Regions from separate parts of the Zea mays genome. Here region 1 is linked to region 2. A link is a contact called in public Hi-C data. All regions are on one chromosome and are shown on one strand. The core of a region is the stretch at or near the end of the contact, and the rest is flanking DNA. Distances in the headings are between cores, read along the strand shown. Region 1 holds the start of LOC100285766 (IAA-amino acid hydrolase ILR1-like 4). Region 2 holds the start of LOC103636219.

Region 1 (3,990 bases), core at 854-3,353, 190 kb after region 2:
CGTTCAGTTACTGACCCATACTCGTGTGAAAACTAATTAAGCTACTTAAACTCTAAGAACACTTCATCTAGACGCCGTAGTTCAACTTCAGTGGAACTATGTCTTCACGCACGAGAGCTTTGGTGATGACAGTGACACGCTTGGAAACGTCCTAGATATAAATGTGGATTCAGGTGGAACCAGGAACTTGAAACGTTATAGCTTTTGATAATCTGTGGTAGTAGCAACTAGTCATATTGATTCTTATTTGTAGATTAATGGACGAATAATTAGTCTGTCTATTTAGATTTTTGTGGATTAAAATTTAGTCAATTACTACCTCCAACTGCTACATATGTTCTTGAATATTTGTCGTTCGATTAGTTTATTTTTGAAATAAACCACGATAAATAGAAAAGAACATAGAGAATACTTGTTTATTACAAGTTTTGTGGCCAAACAATCACTGCAACCGAGGAGACAAAGCAAATCCAGGCGCTAAATTACCTTCTACTAGTTTTATATTTAACAAAAAGCTAAGACACTGCAAAGAAAGATATCGAGGGACTTTGCTATAAGGTTCATTGTCACTTTAAGGGTTTGTTCAGTTAGAAATGAATTGAAGAAGATTGAAGATGATTAAATCCCTTGCTAGTTAAAAACGAATGGAAGGAGATTTAATCTTCTCCAATCCATACGTAACTGAACAAAGTCTAAAGGTGAGCACAGAGATCTCAAGCATCAAGCAGGAAAATGACTTCGCAACAAACCAAAGCACATACCAGCGCTAACCACTAACTGAGATGAAACCTGCACACACAATTTGCAACAAATATGCAAGCGCGCTTTGTGCGACGACAATGAAGGGAGGGAAGGAAGAAGGCGAGCGAGGTTCTAAGCTGCGACCAACCTGCAGGTCGTGGCGGCGCTCATGGAGGATCCTGGCGGCGCCGAGCAGCATCGCGGTGTGGGCGTCGTGGCCGCAGGCGTGCATCTTCCGGGTCTCCTTGCTCTTGTGGTCCCACTCCACTTCCTCCTGATCCACAGAAATTGAAAACAGGTTGATTTGGAGTTGGAGGCCATGGAAAGTAAAGTCTGATCAGTGAGAGTACTGTATGATATCTGCAACATCGATCGGAGCGAAAGCAAGCAGCTCATCGAGGAGTTCGGAGTCAACTTGATGTGCGTGGTTACCACATGTACTGGCTGCTACGAGTCAAGGTGCTAGCCAGCTTGACTTTGCACTTTACACGACGGAGAACACTTCGACCCGTACGCATGGCTCCTGCTAATAGTGCAAGGTTTTTTATTTATTATTATTTCTATAACGCCAGTGTCATTCCTCGCTTTTCCAATGACACTAGATAGGCGCCTTAATCTATCGTCCAATTTGCTGCGGAAAGGCTAATTCAATCTGTGGGAATGGGATGGGCCGGGACGAAGACGAAAACGAAGACGAACCCTCGGCTGCCCATCCCCGAATCGAATTTTCGAGAACGTCGAAAGAGCGTACGGGAGCGCGGCACTGCTCGTCGTACCTGCAGCGGGAGCGCGTCCATGTCGGCGCGCAGCGCGACGAACGGCGGACCCCCGGTGCCGACGGCCGCGACGACGCCCGTCCCGGCGACCGGGTGCCTGTACGCGACGCCCATGGCGTCGAGCTCCCTCCGGACCAGCGCGCTCGTCTCGTGCTCCTCGAACGCCAGCTCGGGCCGCTCGTGGATGGCCCGCCGGACGCCGGCCATCCACGCCGCGAACTCATCGCGCTGCGCCCGGCGCAGCACGTCGTCGCTGCCCGCGCCCGCGGAGGCCCCGAGCCACGCGGCGACGAGGGCGAGCAGGGCGAGGGTGGCTGCGCGCGCTGGCCTCGGCGCGGGCGCGGCCATCGGCGACGGACAAGAGGCCGGACGGGCACTGGGGGAGGGGGCGGGATTGTGGCGGGGGTGGCGTCCGCGCCGCGCGCAACGTCTGCGCTGCGTCGTCTGTGTATATGGTCCTGTTCGTTGCGCTGCCTTCGATCCGTTCCTTGTCTCCGGGCCGTGGCATCATCGTCGGCGCACGTGACCAACGTGCCCTGGGCTGGGCAGCGCCCCCGCCGCGCTGGATTTCAGACCACGTGCTGCTGAGGAAAGTAAAGGCGGAGGCCGATACGGCCGTCGCGTCGTGAGACTGAGACGTCGCCCGTCGGTATGGCCAGACAGGCCAGTCGTTGCGGCCTGGCGAGGGAACCTGGCCACGGCCTCACCGATCACGACTCACGAGTCGTACACCGGCCGACACCATGGCGCCGCTAGTTTTTGTGTTTTATGGCTCATCGATCATCCGACACTGCTCTAGTAGTTCTGAGTGGGACTTGTCACTTGTGCACTATAGGTGGAAAAGAGCCGAACCGTTGGACTTGGCTCGACTTAGGTCTTATTAGTTTGTGTCGGATTGCACTAGTACACAGAAGCTCTATAGTGGCGGTTCTAAACATATTTACACTGGCGTTTTTCAGTACCGCCAGTGCTAGGGGTCAGTGGAAATCAGCATTTCCACTGACGGTTATTTTGGAACCGCCAGTGAAAAGTGCATTTTCACTGGCGGTTTTCTTAACGAACCGCCAGTGAAAAGTGCATTTCCACTGGCGGCTGAATAAAGAAAACCGCCAGTGGAAATGCATTTCCACTGGCGGTTTTATAAAGCAAACCGCCAGTGGAAATGCACTTTTCACTGGCGGTTTTCTTTATAAAACCGCCAGTGGAAGTTTTCCCGCCTTTTTTCAAAATTTCAAACAATACTGAATTATATATATATTTATTTACACACACAAACATATATATATATATATCTATATTGATATTGAAAGCAACATGAAATTAAATTTTATCATACATTTATATACATCAATAAGTATTCTGTTTACAACCATATATGCTTCATGCATTATATACATCATAAGTTTTCACCTAAGCTCTAATAACTATCTCGGCTAAGAGATAATCTACTAATTTCTGTTAGTATTCTGAACTCTGGCAAAGCTAATGTCCCGGAAGCATCGTGATATTTTCCTTCTGCGGGAATGACCTCTTTCAATATGAATGTGCAGAGGTCCTCGACTATGCCATACAATGCAGCTTCGGTCAAGTTCTCCGGGTTTCCTCGTTGAAATTGCTGTAAAGGAATTTTATAAACATCATCTATTTATACTCAATAATAACACATTTGCATCTTTAATGACATAAATACATACTTAACTATTACTAATAATACCTTGTCAGGGTTCGTGATGTATCGTCCGTTCACTCTCATGAACTCGCACGCATAGAATCCACATAGGACCGATCCTTGTGGTTGCTTGTGGCACTACATAACGGGAGATTGGTTATTTAGTTGCAACATTGTGTATGATATGTATTCATAAAATCACATACTTACCGGCCAGTGATGATGGATGTCTAGTGGCACGAGTTTTTTCGACAGGTCGTACTTTCCACCTCTCATCTTATAGAATCTATAAGCACTGTGATCTCAAATAGAATCACCATGTTATTCTCAAATTTTAATCGATAAAAGTATGCATGCATAGAAAAGGCTTACAGCTCTAAGATGCTGAGGAATGTTGCATATGTCGAAGGGTCGAAGTTCAAGGAGTCGAGCACCAGCACCTTTCCAACCTTAGGATAAATGAGGAAGCATATCCAGTGGTCCCTGTACGAATCAAATTTGTGATGCATGTGTATTGAAATTATTAATTTTATTTATGCAAAATCACACTTACTTAAAGTTGTACGGGGCCATTATGGCTTCCCTGTCTTGAAATTGAAGCATTGCATGTCCTATGTATGTGGCGTATCGAGCTTCAAAATCCTTCATATCCTTTATACGCTTCTCAACTTCTTCGTCCGTCTTTCCCCGTATTTCATCGTTGTCTTTCCCGATTCTAAAAGTGTGGCTTTCCTCGGATATAAGTATTGGGTTGAGATACCCAACCCTTTTACTGGCACTAGCATTGGGCTTGGTACCGTAAAG
Region 2 (4,016 bases), core at 774-3,273:
TTATCCGACTCAAAATGTGTTAGCTATTTGTGATTTCGACATGAGATTCACTTTCGTTGTTGCGGGATGGCCCGGATCGGTGCATGATATGAGAGTATTTAATGATGCTTTGCACAAGTATCACACCATCTTTCCTCATCCTCCACCAGGTATGATTATTTGTACACATGTTTTATTTTGAATTAAAAACTATGTTTTTTAAATTTTATGTTGGAAATAAAATTGTAGGAAAATTTTACCTCGTTTACTCTGGATATCCAAACCAGAAGGGTTATCTAGCTCCATACAAAGGTGTGAAATACCATTTGCCAGAGTTTAGAGCGGGACCACGGGCAAGTGGGAGAAAAGAGGTATTCAACCAATTACACTCCTCTCTTCGTAATCATATCGAGCGTTCCTTCGGTGTTTTGAAGATGAAATGGAGAATTTTACTGGATTTACCAAGCTATCCAATGCTGAAGCAGTCAAAAATAATACATGCATGTATGACTCTACATAATTTCATTCGAGACAGCAAACTGGCCGACGAAGAGTTTGATCGGTGCGATCGAGATGAGAACTATATGCCAATTCCTCCAACACAAGATAGTACAAGTCAATTGGGAGATGATGAGGGAGAGGTCGACATGAATAATATTCGAGATCAAATTGCAAATGCATTGTTTGCTAGGAGAATGTAATTTTATTTATAGATACTTTCTTGTGCATAAATAAGATGTACGAAATGACATCTATTTTTCGTATCTTCAAAATATTTGTATGAATCGATAGAATGACATATACCTGCAAAAAAGAAATCAAATAAAAAACAAGGGCATTGTTGACTTTGTGTGTTAGATAACAATAATCTGCATTTGTATAATCCAGACTACCAAACAGCTATATACAGATTATAATCTAGACAGATTATAATCTGGATTATATGATCTAGATTATAATCTAGATTATATAATCTATAATCTGAAACAAACAGGCCCTAAGGATCTGTTTGTTTACCCACATGGATTATATAATCTGGATTATTTTTGGAGGATTATATAATCTGGATTATATAATCTGGATTATATAATCTGAGTAGTCCTGTTTGTTTACCCAGATTATTTGAGTTGTTAATAGGATTCTTTTGTATGAGTAAGACAAAAATGCCCTCTATATTTGTACTAGGTTGAAACTCATATGTGAAAAAAAATAATTCAATTGACATTGGCAAATATTGCATTAGCAATATTATCACGGAAGGCATTCATGTCACCTTCTTCATCCCAAATTGACTAGTACTAGGCGCAAAAACGATTCGGTGGATTATAATGACAATGGTGGGTAATTTCTAGAAAACTTGAAAGGGTAGTGGGGAAGTGGGAAAAAATAATCTGAAATAAGCACCTCCTCACTTGCTTATGGATTATCATAATCCAAGGAGTTAGATTATATAATCTGGACAAATAAGCTGGACTGTTTGTTTGACTCTTAGGATTATTTAATCCAGATTATATAATCTGTGGGGTAAACAAACAGGCCCTAAGTTTATTTGGTAAAGCGTTTATTTTACCAGCGTGTCGTCAACTGGCGTAACCATTATCCTTGCTCTTAGAGCAATGCCATGTGGCCCACTGGCCCTGCAGCTGAAACACAATCTACGTATTTGGGACCTTGGCTTCGGACGACAACTTTAAACAAAACCTCATTTGTAAGGAAGAAAGTTTAGTTTCCGCAAGTTACATTACCAGATTCTAAATTATATAAAGATTTCTAAAGAACAGCGAATCTCGAAGCCTATCGTGCCCCATGCGCATCTAGAGCCTTGTTGCAAACGCGGCCTGCACCCATTTTCTTGCTGATCAACAGACGTAAATATTTGAATCCACAAGCCCAAGTCCCACACGTCACATACACTTGGGAACGCAGAAAATGCCGAACACACGACACGCTTTTTCCCATCCACAGACTTAAAGCTATGGAGACAAAAATTCCCAACTCCCAACGTGAAAAATTACTACTAGTAGGTCAAAACAGAAGGTTTAGAACGCAGAAATTTTTATAGATGTCATACATGGTTTTACAAGAATCGATTTTGTTTTTACAGAAAATAGGACATTTTACCATGTAGCAAAGGGAGATTTATTACATGGCCGGCGTCAACGCAAACGCAATTTACGCAAATATGCAATCACGCAAGCCGTGTTTGCACCGAAGGGTCACGTCCCACAAGCCGAGCGCCTCGAACCCGTCGTCGAAGGCCACCGGTCAAGGTCAATCCACCACCATGCCAGCGGGCAGCGGCCCAACCGACAACGCGCAAGCGAAGCGGCGAGGAAGGCCGATCCTCCCGCTGCCCTGCATCGCCCGCACGGATTCCACCCCTTCCAACCAAAAAGCGATACAATTGCTTCCTTCGGCAAAAAGTCTCCTCCTGCTTCCTTCCCCCTGTTCTGTTCCCCTTGGCAGCAGGCGGCAGCGGCAGCCTGCGCCCTCCCGCGTGCGTGAGAGCCCGAATCTTTCCATATTCCAATCCACCGCCGCAGCGACAAAAGGGAGTCCCCCCTCCCCGCCTAGGTGGAGGTTGGCAGGTATTTGGTGTCGCGCCCGGTTTGGATTTGGCTGGATTCGAATCAGGCCGGAAGACACAGGTCCGTGCCGCGCGGCGGGGGCGGAGATGCACAAGAGCAAGGGGAAATTCTCCGGCGTCCTGCACAAGGGCTTCAAGCCTGACAAGTGGTCTGTGGAGATCGATTTCTGTTGCTCCCGGCTGGATGCCGAAGGATGGGGTAACCTACCTAACGTCTGCTTTATTTTTTTTTCTTCCTACGATGGTTTCCCAGCAAGACGTCGCTGCGGATGGCGGTGGCCCGGATCAAGCTGCTGCGGAATCGCAAGGAGGTGCAGGTACGCCAGATGCGTCGCGAGGTCGCGCAGCTGCTCGAGGCCAACCAGGACATGACCGCGCGCATCAGGGTACGTGCCTTCCCCGCCACCTGGTTACCTCCCTAATGGTTCATCTCGTTCGCCATTTCACCCTGCCCATTGGTCCGAATTTGACTCGATGCGCCTCCCAGGCTTCCATTCGTGGTAGCACAGTTGACCTTGTGGTTGTAGAGTTCGATAACGCGTCGCGTGGACTTGGCTTCTGAAGCTGGAGCATTCTGGCCTCAAGCTGAGTACAACTTAGTTGCCCGTTGCAGCCTAGGTGTTTGTTTATATGCGTGCTAATGGACAGAATGTCTGCAATTCGGGGTGGATGTGCATGCTCTGCCTAGGTAGGCCGTGGTTTATGATTGTTGGACATGTAGCCATCTTGCTAACCGTGGACTGCAATGATTTTTGATAATTGGGACTTGTTTGATAATATTTTAGTGGTGGTTATTCCGCGTCATGTGCCTTCCCTGTGCACGCCAGCACATACACTGTAGCCTGAGTTTGTCCACTGGTGGTTATTGTGCGGAAGAGAGTTTGTTCTTCTGAATATCTGGTTTTCTGTATTGCTTTGTTCAACGCTGATGTTCCATTGGGCATTGGATTCTCGCAGATATAAGTGTCAAAGTGTGTGATTTTCTTTCCTGGTTTATGTAGAACCAATGCAGCTGATTATACTTGTTCCATATTTACTCTTGCATGCCTGTCTCTGCAAACGTATGTGCAGAAGTATTTAATGCTGTACACAACTTTCTTCTGGTACTGCTGTCCTGGTAGGTAAACTCTGTTAGGCTCCAACTTACAAGCCATATAACATGACTAGGTCGTTTTAGTTCAGATGAAATGTGCACAAACAACCGTTGTAACATGTCTTAATAGTACTATGTCAGCACAGAGCTCATTATTTCTTACCGACTCTGTTTTATTTCTCCCACAGGTTGAACATGTCATAAGGGAAGAAAAGTTCATGCAAGCATATGACTTGATTGAAGTATACTGTGAACTTATAGTAGCACGTCTGTCCATTATTGACTCACAGAAGTAAGGCAACCTTTTCTTTCTATTATGCAAACTTATATTTGTTGTTCCATGATTTTAGTTGTATA

The links. Hi-C and Micro-C count contacts between places; a contact is called where the count stands out from the background.
Region 1: a contact with region 2 is called in a Hi-C map of leaf, with 4 times the contacts expected there. The contact joins the promoter of LOC100285766 here to the promoter of LOC103636219 in region 2. A contact is called at or near these places in 2 of 25 Hi-C or Micro-C datasets (endosperm and leaf).

Annotation. Positions count from the first base shown.
Region 1 is chr8:158,061,650-158,065,639 of Zm-B73-REFERENCE-NAM-5.0, forward strand. It overlaps LOC100285766 (IAA-amino acid hydrolase ILR1-like 4), which reads right to left and starts at 2,104. Exons shown (of 3, transcript NM_001413757.1): 1 at 1,518-2,104; 2 at 890-1,015. The coding sequence starts at 1,865.
Region 2 is chr8:157,875,955-157,879,970 of Zm-B73-REFERENCE-NAM-5.0, forward strand. It overlaps LOC103636219, which reads left to right and starts at 2,024. Exons shown (of 7, transcript XM_008658574.4): 1 at 2,024-2,715; 2 at 2,820-2,952; 3 at 3,848-3,951. The coding sequence starts at 2,126.